Regions from separate parts of the Gossypium hirsutum genome. Here region 2 is linked to region 1. A link is a contact called in public Hi-C data. All regions are on one chromosome and are shown on one strand. Each heading gives the region's core, a stretch centred on a gene start, on an enhancer-like site or on the middle of the called end of the contact. The rest is flanking DNA. Distances are from core to core; before and after follow the strand shown.

The links. A called contact is a pair of places that touch in the nucleus more often than the background predicts.
Region 2: a Hi-C map of leaf shows a contact between it and region 1, with 2.3 times the contacts expected there. The contact joins the promoter of LOC121211341 here to the promoter of LOC107926583 in region 1. A contact is called at or near these places in 2 of 34 Hi-C or Micro-C datasets (both in leaf).

The regions. Positions count from the first base shown.
Region 1 is chrA12:16,431,590-16,438,057 of Gossypium_hirsutum_v2.1, reverse strand. LOC107926583 (UPF0496 protein At2g18630) reads right to left here and starts at 3,444. Exons shown (of 2, transcript XM_041084046.1): 1 at 3,030-3,444; 2 at 1,423-2,684. The coding sequence starts at 2,682. The coding sequence ends at 1,510.
Region 2 is chrA12:16,602,535-16,609,002 of Gossypium_hirsutum_v2.1, reverse strand. It overlaps LOC121211341 (pentatricopeptide repeat-containing protein At5g66631), which reads left to right and starts at 3,570. Exons shown (of 3, transcript XM_041084055.1): 1 at 3,570-6,468. The coding sequence starts at 3,570. The coding sequence ends at 5,558. LOC107920464 (lysM domain receptor-like kinase 4) reads right to left here. Exons shown (of 1, transcript XM_016850196.1): 1 at 6,332-6,468. The coding sequence ends at 6,332.

The sequences.
Region 1 (6,468 bases), core at 2,195-4,694:
AGATTGAATCCCAAAACCGGATCAAAAGGCTGTCCATATCCTGGTTTTTTGTTTCCAACAGCCCGCAGAGTATTTCCTGTCATATAACTATCTTCTTGATTTCCATTCAATTTCCTTTCACCTTCTTCTCGCACCCAAACACTGTTCATTGCAAAAGCCCTTCGAGATTGAGCTCACAACGATAAATCCCAGCCCATTTCATTAATTTCCACACCTAACGCCATCTTTGCTTCACAAAAAGAATCATTATGGCCCAAGCAACCGCAGTAGAAACAAAATAGTAACAGTCTTTCATACTTAAATCTCACATATGTGCAATTTCCACATAACATAATCTGCTTTTTCCTTTTTAACGGACGCCGTACATCAATCTGAAATCTTATTCTTATATAATTTCTATTTTCTTTCCCCAGATTCGATCCATCATATTCTATAAATTTCCCTATAAAGTTGCCCAATTGCACTGCCAAGCTTTTAGAAAAGAGACCAATAGGCACATCATGGATCTGTACCCAAAAAGGCGTCAGGATTAAGGGTACTTTTAATGGATCCTCCCCCCACTGTAATTTGTGTAACACTAATAGATGATTATTAAATGTTCATGGAGACCCTTTCAAAACCCTATCTATATCCATAACATAATAAAATTGAAACAAAAATCGTTTTTCTCCCAGATATCGAATTTGAACACCCCGGACAGGGTACCACAGGTTTGCCATAGTGCTTTTTATTGCTGGGAAGTGAATAATACTAGCTGTTAAGAAACAACCCACTAACCTGAAAACCCCTGCTTCTCTATCTGTATTCGACTCTATTTGAATTTGTGAGACTGCTCTTCATCTTCATTAAGTGTTAATCCCGCTAATTCGGTTTCCATTGATTGCAGGCGAAAGACCCGATCTTGGATACCACTTTGCTATGCGAGAGACATGAGAGTTTTTAAAGCACACCGCCGTCAAGCAAACAATCAACAAAAAAAACAAAAGAAAAAAAACCTAAGGAACGTGCCAGAGAAGGCAGACTATTTCGTGCTAGGATAGCAGGCTTATCATATTCAATGTCGCTAAGTTTAAAGAAGATTATTGACATGAAAATTTTAAAATTGAAATAATAACATATTTAACTCTCAATAATTATATATTCAATCAATTTGATGATTAAAACAAAAATTTAACTCTCAATATTTACAAATTATCTAAATTTGATCCTAATTATAAAATAAGTAATTAATCTTATTTTATTTTAAAATTGGGTTGATTGAATTCCTAATAAAATAAAGTATGATATTTGATATAAATTTGTAGGTGGAAATTGTGCAATTATTTTCGACCTCCCTTTGCCAACCTTGGTCACACAATCAAGAAAGATTTGTTTCTACACAAGAAAATAGTCTAAAATTGAACAATGTAACTGTTATACGTATAAGATCAAATCCAGTGGAGCAATTTCATTACCTTGAATACAGCATAAAATTATTACAACATTAACACACTGAAATTTACCTCATTGCTACACTTCCCACGGGCTGTCACCCGTTGATGAATTCCCAGAACGTTTCATCATCTTCTGCAAAACTACCGTCCTCGCCATCCTAATATCACGGCTACAATTTTCGGCCTGTTGACCCAATTCCTCAATGGTTTTCATAAATGCTTCTAATTTTCCCTTGATCTCATTGATTGCAAGCTTCACTGCATCTTCTTCTCTAACTGCAAAATCAGCATTATGCAATAAAGATTCCATCTCAATTTCCAACCGGCTAATCAGCACTTTTATGTTTTCCATGTCATAGATTGTAATGCAGGAACCGATCTCCATTCCGATTATTAACTCCTTCTGCCCTTGCATCTCGTTCTCATAGCGCTTCCAAAGCCAGTTGCACCATTTTCCGACCGAACCAATAGGAACCGCCATTGCACCCGCCAAAGCTGTGACAACAGGCGGTGCAGCTATGGCTGCTGCCACCACGGAGAAAATCAATACTGAAACAAAAGTGGCTACAAACAATACATTCGACACCCTCCTCCATGTTTTCAGAGATTTCATTTTCTTATCGAGCTTTCTCTTCCGAGATTGCAATTTCCGTAGCATTAATTCCTGCTGCCTACGGACCGAATCAAACAGTATAAAGAACTCCTTAGTGAATGGCTCCTCAGCTGCTTTAAATTTCCTTAGTTCTTCTAAGGTCTTCACAAATTTCCTCTCATCATCCCCGACTTGTAAACCCACCTCTTCCTCGAAATTCTTAACAGCCAACTGAATGATTAACTGGTTGTTTCGAGCACGCTTGAGGCAATTCTGAAGAGCAGTGCAGAATTCTAAAGTCTTTTTAGTGTTGTCGAAGTATTCCTCAACCAAAGAAAACAAGTCTGGATTGTTCCATATATCTCTCTGACATTCTAAGATGATTTTCACCACTTCTTGGTTGGTTTCAAAAACACATCCAGTGACCTCTTTGAGTGAGTCAAAAGATAAAGCTTGAACACCCATATTAGCAGCCAGTGTGCCAATGACATCGTTGGTGCGTTGATGGAGGGTCGCATCAAATTGCTGCAAAGTCGAATCATTTCTACAAGCAGCCTCGTAGGAGCTCAAGTCTGATTCAATCCCAGAATCAGTCCTGCCTTGAGAAGATACTTCTACAACACCTCCTTTCGTTTTGCTAGATTTGCACCCCATCATAACTGATCAACAAACCCAGAAACACTGTAGTAACTAGGTTTACAGTGCTGAAGAAACTTCAAATTTAAGTGAAAACCCAGTAATCAAGTGGTCTCCTATGCCCTTCTCCAATGAAAACTTTTCATAAATCCAACAAATACAGCTAATTCTTTATTGAAAGTACAGCAAATTAACCAAAAAAAATAAAGGGGGAAAGCTTGGGGGTAAGATTATAAAAACCCAGAGATAGTTTCCAAGTGTGGAGACCAATTAGATCGAGATGAGAACAAAATCAAAATAATTATCCCCAAAGGTTAAAATATTAAATCTCTCGTATGTAATCGCAGAAATGGATGAGCTAAAATTACCTGAATTTGAAGTGGAAAGTCTTAAGAATTGATGGTTTCTCGATTCCTGATTTCTTCTCTCTTGAAATCCTTAGCAGATAATAGAGCTCGAAAAAAAACGAAGCTGCTACGATCCAGTGAACTCAAGGAGGCACCCAATAGCATTAGATAAGGATTTCGAGAGGAGAAAAGAAAGGAAAATGAGAGAAAATAATTGTGAGAGAGGGGGAAAGATAAGAAGAATGAAGTCAAAAGTGTGCTTTATTACTTATATTCTTTCCAACAACCGTAAGGTGTGCGAAGGGTGAGAGGAGAGCAGGGTTTGATTGTAGGAATGATGAGAAAAGTCAAAGAAAGAAAATTGAATTAGAAAGCTTTAGGACCAAAGCCAAGTGCCCGGACACAAGGCGGAACCTTCAAAGATACTACTTCGCTCAATGTGGCCCTATATTCCACAAAAAAAAAACATCACTTCTAGACTTGGAAACATTCAAAATTCATAACTTTTCGACGTGCTAAGTTTAAAAATAGGTAAATTAGTATCTTTTTCAATAAAAATTATAAAATAATTTTTAAAATTTAAAATATTTATAAAGGTTTCAAAATTTATATTTTTAAAAAATTATAAAATTTCTAAAAAAAATTCTAAAATATATATATAAAAAAATTTAAAAATAAAAAAATTATAGAATAATAATATTGGGATCTAAATAAGTATTCTAGTTTATCATATTAAAGTATTATTATTATTTTGCTTTTAAAAAGTTTTCAAATATATATGGTTTAAAATTTATGTGCTCTAGCATAAAATTAGTTATACTATAACAAGATTTTAATTTGGCATGTTTAATTTTTTAATTTAACTCGAACAATTTCACTCGATTCGACTTGACTCGAATCTCATTTCACTTGTCTCGATTTAAAAAAAATTCAAATCGAGTTAGGATGATAAAATAGGACTCGTCAACTCGATTAATTTGAAATTTTTTCACTTGATTCGATCGAACGCTCACCCTTAATTGTGAGTGAGATTGAAATAAAAAAATGTTAAGGGCTGAAGTGAAAAAACCACAAAATGTTGAGGATGAATTTTAGAATTAAACCTAAAATTTAATTTGACAATTTATTTTAGAAAATATTGTGATTTAAAAATTAATTTTGTGTCATAAACACCAAAAGAATAAAATAAAATATTAGAATTTAATTTGATAGAAATAATATTTTTAAAAAATATATCATTTATAAAAAAAAATGATAGCTATACTTAGTTTGTAGGTTTTATTCTTTCGTTAATAACAAAAATACTTTTTATAGAAGTAATTAGGGATAGCAAGGGGATAGGTCCAATTTTGATCCAAAGTTCCATTTTGACTATCCAACTCCAATCCCATTTTCACACCATTTTTTATATAAAAAATTTAAAGATATTAGTTTAGAAAGTAGTCTTGGAGAGTTTTAGAATTAAAACAATTAGGGGTTAAATCTAAATAATTAATATAACGAGAGGTAATTTTGTAAATACTCCAGGCAAAGCGAGGTGGGTTTACACTAAACTTGAGCCCGACTATTTTCTAAATTTACCTAATCCACCTCAAACCATTTTTCCCCCCTAATTCCACCCTATTAAATCAAATCCAATCCAAACCGTCCTATTTTAGTATAGAAATTATTATAACTATTAATTCTGCCCACGTTTAAGAAGGATTTAACTTTTAAACAACTAATGAAAAAAAGGAACATTGATTATTGATCTAGTTTGATTGATGATAAAAATGGACAATTTATTCTATATCAAATTATAAGTATTTTGTTGGTTCATAAAAATAAACACCAAATTAATCAAAGATAAAAAAAAACTATAGTGATAAAAATTATTTTTATGAATTTATTGTAAGACATAAAAAAATGACTGAAAATATAGACAAAAATTATTATAATTTGTTTGTTCCTGAAAATATTTTATCCCCTAATCACTTACGAGAATTATGAATTTAGATTTCTTTCAATTTAAGGGATAAAAATGGCATATATAGAAATGCAATATTTTTAAATAATGTAAAACACTGTGGTCAAGTTTTGACTAAAAACAGATATCTTGATAGTGATAAAAAGAACAAGTTGAGTTAATTATTTATTTTTTAATTAAATTATAATGTAAAAATTTAAAGGTTACAATTTGTTCAAAAATTTTGTAATCTTCGTATATTTAAAATTTAATCTCTATATTTTTATTTTAAAAAATTTAGTCTTTCTACTTTTCGAATTTATAAATTTTAGATCCATTTGTTAACACTTTAATTAGAATGCTAACAATTCTTTATAAGAGCCTGTGCGAGAAATATAATGGCACTAACAATTTTACACAATAAAAGAATTTTAATAGTGCTAACAATTCTACACCAACTCTTATAAAAATACATTTAGGTTGGTTAAAAAAAATAAAAATGTTATAAAGATCTATTTATCATTCCCATTAACATTGTAACCAAGTTAAAAATAAAATATTATATAAGCTAATCACCGTGAAATCTTTAAAAGAGCCTGTGCGAGAAATATAAAAAGTCAATGATGGAAGATGAAAAAGAAGACCATTTTACACAAGTATGAACTAAAGACTCAAATGTTTTTTTAAGTGTGCAAATAATTAAGTAAAGAGTAAAGAATACCAACAGTTACTAATTTTGATTTTAATGATAAAACAGTTATTCAACTTTTAACTCAATCACTAAATTTTCGAAAAATAAAAAATCAATCACCACTAACCATTTTTCATTACAGATGTAAAGGGAGCGGCCATTTTCCATCATTCTCTCATCCTCTTCTCTCGTCTCCCTCCCCCTATCATCACTCTCCCATCCCTCTCCCTCTTCCCCACCATCCCTCCCCCTTACTCTAATTCTTTCCCTCTCTCCCACCATCCCTTTCCCACTGCTAACCCACCCACCCTTTAAGCCTCTTGACTTTGTCTCCTAAAACCATGGGTTATGTTCTTCCCAACCAAAATTCTCAGTTAAATGAATAAAAAAAAGTATTGTTCTTAATTAAATCAAAGTTCATATATAATTTTGAGATTTATATCTAAAAATTTTAAAATATTAAAATTTTATCAATCGCATTTAGTAGAGTTTGAAAATGAGATTATATTATCTTTTAGAAGAATACTACTTACTATAATTGTTTTATAATACAATCAAACACAATTTATAATTGCTAGATTTGTTTAGGTGATAAATTTGAATATTTTTTAATTATTTAAATAATTACAAAAAATGTTATTTCAATTAATTAATCAGTTAAATAATACTTTTGGTTATTCCAAATATTTTTATACTATCTCAAGACGAATTATTTGTCTGTAAACTAATATCTTAATTTGCAAAAAATAAAATAAAACAAAAAGTATAGTGGAAATCTAAATATTAACATTATTTTACGAATTCTTAATATTTATGACGAAAGC
Region 2 (6,468 bases), core at 2,321-4,820, 170 kb before region 1:
TTGCGTATCCAATAGTATTCCGAGTGTTCAATGGGTGATGCAATGGATGTGATGAAAGTCCCAAGGAGGGCATGTTAAAGAGGTATGGTTATATGATATACTGCGATAAGTACAGGTATGCACGCAAAACCCATGAATAATGCCTTGATAAAGAATGATTTGTGATGAGAAAGTATATATGTACATATGATAAGTAAGTCAAAAGGTTTAAATGATGAATAATCCTTATGTATGTGTTACTATGTCTTTGCATGTTAATTACTTACTATCATTGCATATTATTTGCATGTGGACTTACTAAGCTTTAATGCTTACCCTCTCTCTTTCCATCCTTTGTAGTTTGGCCAAGCTAGCTTGGGGATCAGAAGCTGGCGGAGTATTCGATCACACTATCAAAAGAATATTGGGTAGAGTGAAATTGTTATTTTGAGTATGGTATGTATAGTGGACTTGGTCATTTTTTGATATGTGTCATGCTATTTGGCCAAATTGTGAAGGCCTATGATGTTGATAATTCATTTTGTAATAGCCATGTGTATGGCTCATAATTGATTATTGGATTGTAATGTCTAATTATTCATGTATGCATGTGTTAATGCCTTGATGATGTGCTATGTGGTTTGTTTGATGGATATATGATGAGGAATAAATTAAGTACTTCGAAATAAGGAATGACTTAATGACTTAAGATGACTATAGACATGAATGTGTAATTTGAGGTTATGGTAACAAATTTGATTATGCATAAAATTGGTGTGGAATGCTTCCAATTGGTGTGACTAATTGAATGTGTAATAGAACGACATTATGAAGATGTGAAAGTGCCATGGTGTTGAATAATTGAGTGTTTTAAATAGGTCATATTACATTCTATGAAATATGTTTGAGTGTATAAATGATTGAGGGTGACAATTGGCTTGGAAAATAGCCTTTAAATGGTCCATAGGGTAGACATACGAACATATGTCTAGGCCGTGTATGACACACGGTCCGCCCCAAGGGCGTGTTGAATAGTCGTGTGTCCCTTGCACCTAAATTTTACAAGTCAGTATGCCAGTAGTAAACACACGGGCTAAGACATGGGCGTGTGTCTTGGCCGTGTGAGAGACACGACCTACCCATATGGGCGTGTACTCTGGCTGTGTGAAGTCTGCACCAGTTTATGAAAAATTCATTTATTTTTAATTGACCATATGGTCTGGCTACACGGGCGTGTGATACAGCCGTGTGACCCTAAACTGGTGCTGACATCATAGTTAGAGAGTTACACGACCGGAAGACACAGGCGTGTCGAGAGCACACGGGTGTGTCCCCTGTCTCACACGGACGTGTGGCTCTATATTAGGAAAATTTTCTCAAACCTTTTTAAATTTTTTGATTTAGTCCCGAATCTTTTTTGATGGTTGTTTTGGGCCTTGTAGGCCCGTATCAGGGACAAACTGTGTATGTATGAATGAAGTTGTTTTGAAGAAAAAATTTTATAGCCCGGTTTTTGCATGAATGACTGTATATGTGTTCAGTAACGCCTCGTATCCTATCTCGACCTCGGGTACGGGTAAGAAGTGTTACAAATCTTGATCTCCTCGATGTTTGAATGATCTGAGTTTGATTGTATGAGGGATCTTTGATGCTCTATGATTGACATATGTATAACATAACTATATATATGTACTGTGATAGCTATAGCTGATATTGAACTGTATTCTATAAAAGTGGATATTGTATAATGCATATGTATGGGTTGAGATTCTGTGTAGAAGAAAGCACTTTGATCCGAACTAGTGGCTAAGCCACAGTGCGGGTAACTCTGAATCTGGCGCTTTGGCGCATACTGGTTTAGCAGCTAAGTTGCGACTTTGTAAACGTGTCAGATAGACACTCTATGGTGTATAGGGTTGGATAGGCATTGAACACCCTAATAGTGTGTTGGGATGGCTGAAAATGGTGTATAGAGGTTAGGTGTAGAAAAACTTGCATATGAAATTGATCTGTTCTGTAAATGAAACTGAGACTGCTTCTGCTTCTGTAATTGAATTGTTTTGTATCTGAACTGGAATGACTTTTGTTGCTTAATCAAATCTCAGGAATTTGAGAATGCTCTTTCAATTGTATTACACATGAATGAACCTCTTTTATGTACTGAGTTCACAACTCATTATTTTCTAATTGAATTGTAGGTGGTTCACAGACTTGAACGGGTCGGCGCTGCGAGAGCTCGGTCAAGCTTTTATTTTTCTTTTAAGTATTACTACTAGGAATTTTAGTATTTTATGATGTTATGGTATTTGTGAAGATTTTATGCTTAGTTAATTGTTGTGATGGATATTATGTGATGAATGACTTATTTTGACTGCGTTATAATTGTGGTATTTTTAGTATTGATGATGTAACTCTCCAAATTTGGTCTAGACGTCTAGGCCGGGTTTAGGGTGTTACATGTACTTTGGATCACATGCTAACTCCGGAGCGACAATAGGTTCACTAGTAGGTAAGAAATCATACCGATTATTTCACATGTTGATATGTTAGGAGTGAAATACCGACCAATTCTCATCTGACCGCCGCAAGTTGATAGGATGCAAATAATCAAGGTCTTGAGGAGCCACGTGAATCAACTGCCGGAATCCGAACTACCGCAATGCTTTATTGGTCTTGTGCATCTCGACGGTAGTGTACACTACCAATGGATAAAAAAACATTAGTTATATATATACTACTAAATACAAAATCCACTACGTTAATATTATATAGTTCGAATTTAAATAAATAGATACCTCATCTTCTGGTCGTTGGTCTAATAGAAGCCGTATATCTTGAAGCTTAGTAGGTAATCCTATGGACTTAGCCAACGGTTCCATCTATTTAAAAAACTTGTTAGCACAATAATTTTAATTTTAATTTTATTCAATTTTATTTTGGTAATATCTAATGAATTTTACATTGTTATGAGTGGGAATGTATACGGGTAGTTCACTCGAGGACACAAAAATGGAAATCAGTACCACGCTCATGATTGCAATAGTAAAATGTAACTACCAATTTTGATTTTTCGTGATTGTTTCACCCGACACATATCTCGGTACAATATCACAAACACGGCGGACCCCCAACTGAGTTCGTCCGCTCCTTTAAAATTAGTCATTGGGTGAAAAATGCGTCTAACTAGAAGCATTTTTTATAAACGCTTTCGGCTGGAAGCATTTTACTAGTAACATGGCAGAAAGCGATTTTAGCTGGAAACGTTTTTCTACATTTCACCTAAAAACACTTCCAACTAGAAGTGTCTAAAAATCGGCATATTTTGATAATTTTATAAAGTCTGTTATATATGTTGAATTGTTAATTTAATTTGGTTGTGATTTCAAATTTGGGTCAGAATTCCCAAGTTTCGACCTTTTAACCCTTATCACAAGCCATGGCAAATGGCAGATGCGACCTCAGAGTTAGACCCGTAATAATTCAAAGGGCGCGATCCAGCCGTTGAAGACATGATTTGTCAAAGATCTCGCATGCAGACCAACTGTTCGTGTTTTTGTCATCGCAAAAAACCATGACCCAAAGCTAGCTTGATGATTATTTCCCAGTCTTTCCATTTTGATAAAATTGCAATGATTTTTGAACGATTCTCGCCTTCTAAAAACCTGTTTAGCCTCCTAAACCAACAAGTTCGCTCCTTTGCACGCGACCCATTCCCCAACAAACTTACTCATTACCTTCACCGAGCCAAGCTCATTGACTCAATCCGACTCGCTCTCCGTTCCAACTCTCCTAACTCACTCAACCCTCTTCTCCAAACTCGACTCCTTGACTCCTTCGTTGTTGCTAACGCTTTTCGTTCTGCTCCTTCAGCGGACTCTGCCATTTCTTTCTTTGAAAACCTTAAGCAAGTTCCAAACTTTGCGCATTCACAGAATACTATTTTTGCTTTTGCTACTGTTCTTGCTAAGTTCAAGCGAAAGGTGGAACTCAAGGCCCTGATCGGTGACGCTAAAGATAGAAAATTTAACAATGTTAAAGCCAGTTTCATGAACCTTTTGTTTTGGTATTCTACTGCTGGGGACCTTCAAAAAGTTTTGGAAACATGGGAAGAGTATAGGAATGAGGAAAATCGCCTATCAACAGAGGCTCACAACATTGTCATGGGGCTTTATGCTAAAAAGGATATGAATTTTGAAGCCGTGGAAGCTTTTCGAGGTATGATTGATCAAGGAGTGATTCCAAATTCCAGGACTTACACGATTTTGATAGAGCATCTTGTAAGGTTAGGGAAGTTGGATGCCGCTATGGAAGTGTTCACTGTGTTGCCTTCAATGAGAATAAAGAGGACTTTGAAACAGTTTCTGATTTTGGTTGAAGGGTTTGTTGGTGGAGAACGGTTTGATGTGGTGAAAAGTTTGCTTAAAGAAATGAGGGAGGATGGGAAACTTCCTGGACGGGCAATGCGAATATATTTGGAACGAATGAAGGAGGCAGGGTTTGCTGGTGAGACGGATGAGTTTCTTGTAGAAATGTTGCCTGATGGAAGGATCAAGAGTGTAGGTTCTTGTGAGGATAGTAGTGACGAGGATGAGGATGAGGATGGTGACGATGATGTAAATGAGGGAGTTGATGTTCATACGGTCAAACTGAAACCATGGTTGGATCCAAAAGCTTTGGCAAATGCCTTAAAACAATGGAGTCCTGAAGTGGTAACTATATTAGAAGATGCTAAATTTGTGTGGACTAGTAGGTTGGTTTGCAAAGTTCTGAGGAATTTCACTTCACCTGAGACAGCTTGGAATTTCTTCTGTTGGGTAGCTTCTCAGCCAGGATTCAGTCATGACATTTACACAGTGCAAAGAATGATGACTCTACTGGCACGCCATGGAAATGTTGAATTAGTAGATAAACTTATAAATAAAGTAAGGAGGGAGCAAATGATATTGCCTTTCAGCACCATCAGGTTGCTTGTTGAATTCTATGGCATTTCAAAGAATGCTGATGCTGCCTTGAAGGTCTTCCGCAATGATAGAACTCTCTGTGGTCACATATCAAGGTTCAATCTAATGCTTTTATATTCTTCTCTCTTGAGGGCATTAACAAAGTGTCGTAGGAATACAGATGCCCTGGATATACTTGATGAGATGATTCTAAATGGTATTTGCCCAGATATCCAGACATTTTCTGGGTTGATATATCACTTTGCACTACAGGGGGATATCAAAACTGTTCAGCAGCTCTTTTCGATGATTAGACAGAGTGGTATGGAACCAGATGCCTATATGTTTAAGTTGTTAATCCAAGCTTATTGCAAGTGTCAAAGAGCTGCACTTGCATATAGAGTTTTTGTAGACATGAGAAATTCAAATTTAATGCCTGATGCTGCCACAAAAGACTTGCTCGTGAAGAGTCTTTGGCAAGAAGGCAGGCGAAAAGAGGCTGTTATTGTAGAAGAGAGGTATGAGGAGACTGATGGAGTCCTTCCACTGGCATTGCGCGGTCATGTATGGACAGTTAGCTCTGAAGATCTCACTAGAGTTTATAGTGTTTATTCCAACAGTGTTATTGCCCCTGCATAGAGTTGTTTGCCTTCTACAAAATCAAAGTATTTAGACTTTATTGTGGCAACCTTCTTTTTTCCTGCAGTCTTTCAGGAATCTTAATTTTTGTCTTGTGTTATATCTGAATTGCAATTTGCAAATATTAACTTGTTGAATCAAATTCTGAAATGCAATTTGATAGGTAAGATTGGCTCAGCAAATAAGGCCAGAAAATTTTAGCTTGGGACTTTGTAGGTAAACATTGTTAGAGTTGCTTTTGGGATTTTACTGAGCCATGGCAACAAAAGGAAATGATGAGACTTTCATGTTGTTGGAGAATCTAATGGAAGTCTTAGAAACTGAAGGAAAGGAGAAGAGAAAATGGATTGATCCAAACATAGAGAACTTTTATCCCATCAATGGTGCTCTAAGCTTGGCGGTATTAGGCGAGGGCCTGCTCCAGGAGCATCCTCTGACTGGCCAAGCATGGTAGAAATCGTCTTTAGCTGTTCTGTTCTTATTTACTCATCCTTTTAGATACTGGAAGGCTCTTGGTCTTCCAGGATAGAAACATAAATTGCTCAAGTCATCAGTCCAATGGTAGTTTTCATGAAAAAAAAACCAATGTTCAAGTTTGTTTTGCAAAACCGGGATTGATCTATTGTACATATTTTGCTTGGTTTTCATTTTTTTAAGATTTTTGGCTTGTCTTATTTATGTTCATGGAGAAAAGCAACAGATACATTTTACATGCATACAATTTACGAAGAATTGTGCATTACTGAAAATATTAATTTTATTTATCCATGCTTTTAACGCCATTCCGATGGAAAGGGTTCTTCTGATCGCTGTGCATCCAGTTGAATTCTCAACAGATATGAAACTACTTCAGCCATGCTCAGTCTGCTTTCCGGTTCTTCTGCCAAGCAGTCAATGCTCAATTTCAACA